Regions from separate parts of the Zea mays genome. Here region 1 is linked to region 2. A link is a contact called in public Hi-C data. All regions are on one chromosome and are shown on one strand. Each heading gives the region's core, a stretch centred on a gene start, on an enhancer-like site or on the middle of the called end of the contact. The rest is flanking DNA. Distances are from core to core; before and after follow the strand shown.

Region 1 (4,324 bases), core at 1,494-3,993, 310 kb after region 2:
TCGCCTTGAATGCGATCGGTTGTGCTTCGGGTGTGGAGGGGTCGTCGTGCTCGATAATTTTCTTTGAGCCTTTGATCATCAACTCAAAGCTCACAAAGTTTCCTATTACTTCCTCGGGAGTCATTAGTGTATATCTAGGATTACCACGAATTAATTGAACTTGTGTAGGGTTAAGGAACACAAGTGATCTAAGAATAACCTTAACCATTTCATGGTCATCCCATTTTTTGCTCCCGAGGTTGCGCACTTGGTTCACCAAGGTCTTGAGCCGGTTGTACATATCTTGTGGCTCCTCCCCTTGGCGAAGCCGAAAGCGACCGAGCTCCCCCTCGATCGTCTCCCGCTTGGTGATCTTGGTCACCTCGTCTCCTTCGTGCGCGGTCTTTAGCACGTCCTAAATCTCCTTTGCGCTCTTCAACCCTTGCACCTTATTATACTCCTCTGGACTTAGAGAGGCGAGGAGTATAGTTGTGGCTTGGGAGTTGAAGTGTTGGATTTGTTCGACCTCCTCCGAGTCGTAATCCTTGTCTCCCTTCTTTGGTACCTGCACTCCATACTCAACAATATCCCATATGCTTTTGTGGAGTGAGGTTAGGTGATGCCTCATTTTATCACTCCACATAAAATAATCTTCACCTTCAAACATAGGTGGTTTGCCTAATGGAACGGAGAGTAATGGAGTGCATCTAGAAATGCGAGGATAGCGAAGGGGCATCTTACTATACTTCTTGCGCTCATGGCGCTTTGAAGTGGTGGAGGCCGATTCCGAGCCAGAGGTGGAGGGTGACGAAGAGTCGGTCTCGTAGTAGACCACCTTTCTCATTTTCTTCTTCTTGTCACCCATCCGATGGGACTTGATGGAGGAAGAGGATTCCTCCTTGTGCTTGTGGGCGGACTCCCTTGAGTGTGTTCTTCCCAAGCTTGCGGACTTGTCGCCGGTCCCGAGATCCCTCTTGGCGGATGCTCCCGACATCACTTCGAGCGGTTAGGCTCTAATGAAGCACTGGGCTCTGATACCAATTGAAAGTCGCCTAGAGGGGGGTGAATAGGGCGAATCTGAAATTTATAAACTTAAGCACAATTACAAGCCGGATTAGCGTTAGGAATAAGAATAAGTCCGAGAGAGAGGGTGCAAAAACAAATCGTGAGCAAATAAAGAGCGAGACACGATGATTTGTTTTACCGAGGTTCGGTTCTTGCAAACCTACTCCCCGTTGAGGTGGTCACAAAGACCGGGTCTCTTTCAACCCTTTCCCTCTCTCAAACGGTCACTTAGACCGAGTGAGCTTCTCTTCTCAATCAAACGGAACACAAAGTTCCTGCAAGGACCACCACACAATTGGTGTCTCTTGCCTTGGTTACAATTGAGTTTGATCACAAGAAGAATGAGAAAGAAAAGAAGCGATCCAAGCGCAAGAGCTCAAATGAACATAAATGTCGCTCTCTCTAGTCACTATTTGATTTGGAGTGATTCCGGACTTGGGAGAGGATTTGATCTCTTTGGAGTGTCTAGAATTGAATGCTATAGCTCTTGTAATGTGTTGAAGGTGGGAAACTTGGATGCCATTGAATGTGGGGTGGTTGGGGTATTTATAGCCCCAACCACCAAAATATGGTCGTTGGTAGATTGCTGTTGCATGGCGCACCGGACAATCCGGTGCGCTACCGGACACTGTCCAGTGCGCTAGCCACGTCAGCAGACCGTTGGGGTTCGACCGTTGGAGCTCTGACTTGTGGGGCCTCTGGGCTGTCCGGTGGTGCACCAGACAGGTCCTGTAGACTGTCCGGTGCGCCAACTGCGCGTGCTCTGACTCTGGCGCGCATTGTAGCGCATTGAATGCGGTTGCAGTCGGCCGTTGCGCGCGAAGTAGCCGTTGCTCCGCTGGTACACCAGACAGTCCGATGAATTATAGCGGAGCACCCTCTGATTTTCCCGAAGGTAGCGAGTTCAGCGTCGGGTGCCCTGGTGCACCGGACACTGTCCGGTGGCACACCAGACAGTCCGGTGCGCCAGACCAGGGTGCCTTTTGGGATGTCTTTTGCTCTCTTTGTTTGACCCCTTTCTTGGTCTTTTTATTGGCTTATTGTGAACCTTTGGCACCTGTAGAACTTATAGACTAGAGCAAACTAGTTAGTCCAACTATTTGTGTTGGGCATTTCAACCACAAAAAACAATTAGGAAAAAGGTGTAAGCCTAATTCCCTTTCAGTGACGATCGTGTCGTTTGTCTTCTTCTCAACGATCTCAGCATCGGGGGCCTTAGCCTTGCCATTGATATGCCCCTCGTAGCGAGCACCGTGGATCGCGACGAGGACCTGTACTCTCCATGACACATGGTTGTTTTTGATAGCTTCTCGGTCACTTGGAAACCGAAGAAGGGATTGGTGATGGTGCTTGAACTCGTTGCCATAGAACCCTAAGCTCTGATACCACATGAGAGATTCAGAGGCGCTTGGAAGGAGAGAAACGCCATAACAGGCGTGTTGCGTGTTGATTTGTTTGATGGCTGGAAAAGCCCTAGCCGCAGCTTACATATAGGGGAGGTGTAGCACCTAGATGAATGGCCAGGAGATAATTAAGGAGATAAAATAGTAACAACTTATCTCTTTCCTTTACTACACTAACTACCATATCTCCTGGCCTCTTCTATCTTTGGTGTACACGTTTACATATACAAAACTGTCACAATATACATACTTTGTGTTCTAACAATCATTACCGAGGATGCCAAGCGCGCCAAGCTGATGAATGACCTCCCCGTGCTACCCATCGTCGAGTGGGACGGAAACCCATCGACCAGCAAGACGATGGCCTGGAAGATGGAGAGCTGTTGCGCCCACTCGTCGTAGCCATGGGCACACCGACCACCAGGGAGTTGGTGAGCATGGACAGCGAGAAGCCGACGACATATTCGACCCAGCTGCTGGCAGCCGTAGGCGATCACACCGACGATGATGGCCATGTTTGGTGAAATAAGCTTGCATGACGGAGATGTGTGGAGAAGAAAGGAGACAGGGGCACGATAGGAAGAACACATCCACAAACGACGATTAGAAAAAGTGATGTCAAATCTTCAAACCGTGTGTGATTGTAATGCCAATATGGCAATTGAAACTCGACGAAGGTGATGCCAAATATGAAAAAAAAAATCTCCTCGAAAAATGACTCCCTAGCATTTTGGGCTGGCTGGCTCCCCCTCCCTCCCTGGGATTTCTCCTTGCGTGCCTCCCTCGCTAGGGTTTAGGGTTCTACAGCCAGATAGCCACCATGCATCACCACTTCCTCTCGCGCCTCCTCACCCACCGTCTCCTCCTCCCCGCCGCCACCTCTCCCTACGCCGCGACGCTCTCCACGCCCCCCAGGCGCGCTTACGCCCGCCGCGCCAAGCCGCCACCAGCGGGGGACTCCGGAGACCACGCTGCCGCCTCCTCCCCTGTAGCACCGCCGCCGCCGCCGGACTCGGAGGCGAAGGCTGCGTTTCAGAGAGAGAAGCTGTCGGGCGAGCTGCCGCGGCCGCCCACTGTCCCGTTCCAGCCGCGTGTCGCTAACGCCGTGCACCTCGTCGGCACCATCTGCGCGCCCGTGCACATGCAGAGGCTGCCCGACGGCAGATTCTCCGCGGTCTCCGTGCTCGTGCACGACCGTGGCATCAACTCACCCAAGTTCTGGTGAGTGGGTTGTTTGCTTTCCCTTGTTGCCCTTTTCTCTATTACATACACCCAGTAATGACTTTGTACGATACCGTAGTGATTGCAATTGGGATGAAGGTTTAAACTTTAGGATATTATGATAATTATAGTGTGACTTTGGAATCGGGATTGCTCCCAAATCTTTCAGTTTTTTTTTTTGTTCTCTATTGCATCGAAATGACTAACTAAATCCGTTGTTGCCTTGTTATCTGTACATATAACTGTGAACCAAATTTTGGACCTGCTTGGCTGCCATATATCGTTATTCTGAAAACCCAGAAGTTCCTTTGCCTTTATTTATCCATATTTTATAACCATTGTTTCAACATGGTATGCTAATGTCCAACACAAGCATTTGTAGTCTAAGACATACTAAGGACCACCAGAAGTATCTTTTGTTGTTTCTGGAACACTTTTACTAATTTTATTTTTTGACATGTCTGCTGTTGCCATTTGTTTCCCATTTTTCTCGCCCGTACGAATATTCTGATGTCCCAATTTTTTTTACATTCAGGGTTCCCATAGTTTTCAAAGATAACTGGGCACAAATAGCTGCTTCCCACTTGAAAGAAAATGATCTTGTTTATGTGTCTGGGAAATTAACATGTGATGGTCCACCATTCAAGCTTGCTGAT
Region 2 (4,230 bases), core at 314-2,813:
CAGATTCGAAGGCCTGGACAAGCATCTCAACTTTCCTCTTCTGAGCACGGGCCAGCTTCTTCACTTCCTTCCGAAGAGCGTAGTCGAGCATCCACTCCTCAGCGGCTCTGGGATCGCCCACCGACTGATGCTTGAGATCGACCTTCTCTGACGGAAGGAAATTCGGAAGCCTGGGTTTGAAAGGACGCATTCGCTTGACACCCTGTTCAGATGTTCTCCTCCTCCTGGCAATGCTCGACCCGTTCTGCTGCTGAGAGGATGCTGCTGCATAGGCACAGGCAGAGCTAACATCTTCAAAGCTTATCCCACTGAGCGAGCTGGAAACGCTATCGACCGACGATTCCTTTGGAGCACCACCACCCACGCCACCTGCAAAATCGCCATATGGTTCGTCATGCATCAAGGACTGCTGCTCGATTCCAACGTGCGCACGAGCGATACGGTTCGCGGAAACATTGCTGGAAACCTCACCTTGAGGATTGTTTCCTCCGTGTTTAACGTCCAGCTCCTCGGAGATGTCAGACCTGCAGTCACCCATGTCCTCCCCTCCATGGTCCACCAAGGTCTTCTTCTCCTCAAGGCCGCGATGCTTGGTCGTCCCCGACGGCTCAAACGAGCCAGCCGAGATCACGTCGCTGGACGCGCAGGACCCGTCCACGGAAGCAGCGCCCGAACCCTCCGCGTCGCCACCGCAGCAGCCCAGGGGACCGAACACGACGTGCTCCGTCCGCCCCACTTCGTCGGACGAGAGATCGCTGCTGGTCACGTCCGAGCCGGCGCGTATCTCGACGAAGTAGCCGCTTCCGTGACCGGCGGCGGCGTTGCGGAACGGCGAGGCGCCCTTGAGCTTCATGCGCTGCTGCGTCTTGATGAGCCGCCTCCGCGCCGCCACGAAGGCGCCCAGGGGCGGCACGGGTGCTGCCGCGTGGGCGTGGCCCTTGAAGGAGCAGTACGCGTAGGGGCAGGCGTCCGCCGACCCGGCGGCCCCGGGCCCCTTCATGGCGGAGGAGCACGTGGCCCTGCACGCGCGCAGCGCCGCAGCCGTCAGCACCGCCTTCTCTCTCCCTGGCTGAGGATGCGGCGCGGCGGCGGCGCTGGACCTGGCGCCGGAGCAGGTCGTCGCCCTCATGTAGTTGGGGGCCGGCGGCGCCGGGGCCATGCCGCCAGAGCGACCCCTGCTTCCCGGACCCCCGGCCGGCACGGCGCTGGGGTCTTTGGGCTTCTTGCGCGCTGGCTTCCTCAGCACCATGGCGCGGGGACTTATTGGTTTCTTGGAGCGGTCCGGGACTCCGGGTTGCTTATCCGAGCGGCGACCGAGGGAAGGGAGGCAGGCAAGGCAAGGCCAAAGAAAGGGAAGGTTTCGCTGAACTCCTGGACGGGCAAGGGTTGGGGCGACGCGAACAAGGAAGGTCAGGTGGTGGTGATCGTTGCGAGATTCGGGTTCCTTTGGATTCGGAAGGGGGCGGCGGCGGCGAGGGCGGCGTGGCTGGACGCTTTCAAGAATCGTCCAAGAAGCGTTCGGACTTCGGAGGGGAGCTGGATTTTGAATGCGTTCGTCGTATCTTCTGTGGCGCAGGGACCCTGTGCACCGGGTCATGTGGCGTCCCTCATCCGTTATCATATTCGAAGGTCCAAAAGAACTTCGCAGCCAGGAATTCCGGTTAAATCCAACAGACTTTACAGAAATCAATTTAGTTTTATAGAAAAACCACAAATTTTTTTTAAAAAAAATCGTCACGCTCCAATGATTGATAATTGGATGGTTAAAAGAACATTTAAGCGGGCTCTTATCTCTTGGGAGAGGAGATGACTAGCAAACAATTGCATCATACATATGCATAGCATTGCCGTCCTGCACGAAACAAAAAAAGAAATCCAGAGGGTAAATGGCAGGTTGGCGACAAGAACAACGAACAAATGCAAGCGTTGGATAGTAGTAATACAGTACAGCTGCCTCAGGCTTGGCCATATGGACACGGGACGAGTGTAGAGCGCGTAGTGTTCATCCCGACGGAGCAACAGAGAACGCAAAGCAAGTGTTGCTTTGTACATTACAATTCTGATATAGCAAGTCAAACAACTTTGAATATGATTGTTTTATATAAATTTACTGAACTGGTCTTAAAGTTCATAAAGCTAAGCTAGTTTTTTGTGAAGCTGAGCAGTGTCAAACATATTGTTAGTTAAATTTCAGATGCTTTGGCTAAGTCTAAAACAAAATTACATTATTTACCAGACGGGAGTAGTACATTATTAAAGGGAAGTAGAAACAATAGAAGTTCATGGCCCAACCATGAACAAGAAGGCCCAAATATGTTATGGGCCATCTCAATAGGTGGTAGGCTCGGCCCGAAGCAACTTAAGCCAGCTGCAACTGATGACTGAAGAAAGGCATACATAATAATATCACTGATAACACAAGTCATTCTCTTGGAGAAGAAGAAGCAAGAAAGATATATGCATGCTGACAGCTCTTTGTCGTCGAGACATTAATTTGTATGGCCAAGCTAACATAGCTAGCTACTCCAGAAAGGAGAAAGCAGATAAAATTATGATGTTAAGCTCATCTGCCATTTCGCCAGCCCGTTCGTGCACCGTGCTGAGGCCGCCCTGCGCATCAAGGGAGTGCCCTACGAGTTCATCCAAGAAGACCTGCTGGAGAACAACCCCATCCACAAGAAGGTGCCGGTGCTGCTGCACGGCGACCGCGCCGTCTGCGAGTCCCTCGTCATCGTGAAGTACGTCGCCCCTCCTCCCCAGCGACCCCGCCGGCCGCGCTGCCGCTCGTTTCTGGGCTCAATACCAAGGTACATATGCTTCATCGTTACTGCAGTCCTGTTCAGTATGCATTTGCATGCGTTATCTGAATTACTGATGAACGCGCGCAGTGCCGGCCGGAGGCCGTTAGTTCTGTCTTTCTTGACGGAGGGCGAGCTGCGGGAGGGGTTCCTCCAGGAGACGAAGAAGAACCTGGCGCTCCTGGAGGCGCAGCTTGACGGCAAGAGGTTCTTTGGTGGCGACTCCGTCGGCTACCTGGACATAGCACTCAGTGGACTGTCTCGTTGGATAGCTGTGTTCGAAGAGATGACCGGCATGAGCTTGGTGGGCGACGAGGACGATGACTTCCCTGCTCTGCGCCGCTGGGCCAAGGAGTACACTTCAAACAAAGCTGTGAAGCAGTGCCTACCGAGCATGGAGGATCTCAAAGCACACTTCTGTGCAAAGACGGGTACTAGAAGTTCCCACATCAATTTTTGACACATACATATTTTATTCTCGTCTTCTCTTCAACGTCTAAAAGAGCCAATAAAATCGACAGTGCAAAACTTCTGCCTATTACGCTTCAAAGAAGTGTCCAAATTTATGGCAGCTTTTCAATGGTGTATCCAACCACAGGCTTTCTTAGCAACACAACAAAAATTCTCGAATTCTTCCATAAGTATATGTATTTCATGAGCTTCTATAGCCATGAAACTGATTCATGATATACGACTCACTACCAAACTCATATTTAGGTTCTAGCGCGTCCCACATTTTCTTGCCAAAGGACATCGTCACATATACACCAACGAAGGATCTCCTAGCATGCCCAGCTATTACCCCCTTGACTATAATATCAGCATCCCGGAACAATCGATCGTCTTTAGCAGAGTGAGATCCAAATGCCCTTGGTTTGGCAATAAAGTAGCAGTGCAAATTATACATCTTTGGCGCCACCGTTTATAGTGAGTTCTCTAAAAGCGTTTGATTTTAACATGCTTGAAAAGCCATGAACCGAAAAAGACCTATCACGGTTTTGAATTGTTGGAAAATTAGGCCTTTTCAAATATATTTTAATCCAAAAAGCGATATACATAGGTTGGTGACATTGCATGGTGAGCTTGGTTTACTGAACCTAGATGCCCTAGTATGGATCATGGAATATTAGTTGAATTAAATGGGCTAGCCCATTTAAATCCAAGAGTAGGCAACATCGAAGTCATTGTTCTATTCGTTTCTTTAGGGTGTGTTTGGTTCAGCTTTTTGAACTAGATTCGTAGTTAAAAAACTAGAATATCAACCAAACGGGTAAACATCAAAATAGATTTATGAAAATCTACATATTTCTCTAGTTCAATTCGGATTCACCTCTTACTCCAGATTTTTCAGATTTATGTCATCCATGTTACAAATTGTCATGCTTTTATAGAATCTACAGTTGATATTTGTATCAACAAAACAAATTCCAAT

What was found. A called contact is a pair of places that touch in the nucleus more often than the background predicts.
Region 1: a contact with region 2 is called in a Hi-C map of tassel, with 3 times the contacts expected there. The contact joins the promoter of LOC100278261 here to the promoter of LOC103636296 in region 2. A contact is called at or near these places in 3 of 25 Hi-C or Micro-C datasets (ear, leaf and tassel).

Annotation. Positions count from the first base shown.
Region 1 is chr8:165,107,040-165,111,363 of Zm-B73-REFERENCE-NAM-5.0, forward strand. It overlaps LOC100278261 (Protein OSB2 chloroplastic), which reads left to right and starts at 2,744. Exons shown (of 8, transcript NM_001361312.1): 1 at 2,744-3,668; 2 at 4,204-4,324. The coding sequence starts at 3,268.
Region 2 is chr8:164,800,757-164,804,986 of Zm-B73-REFERENCE-NAM-5.0, forward strand. LOC103636296 (calmodulin binding protein PICBP) reads right to left here and starts at 1,564. Exons shown (of 3, transcript XM_008658652.3): 1 at 472-1,564; 2 at 1-369. The coding sequence starts at 1,249. It also overlaps the pseudogene LOC103637457.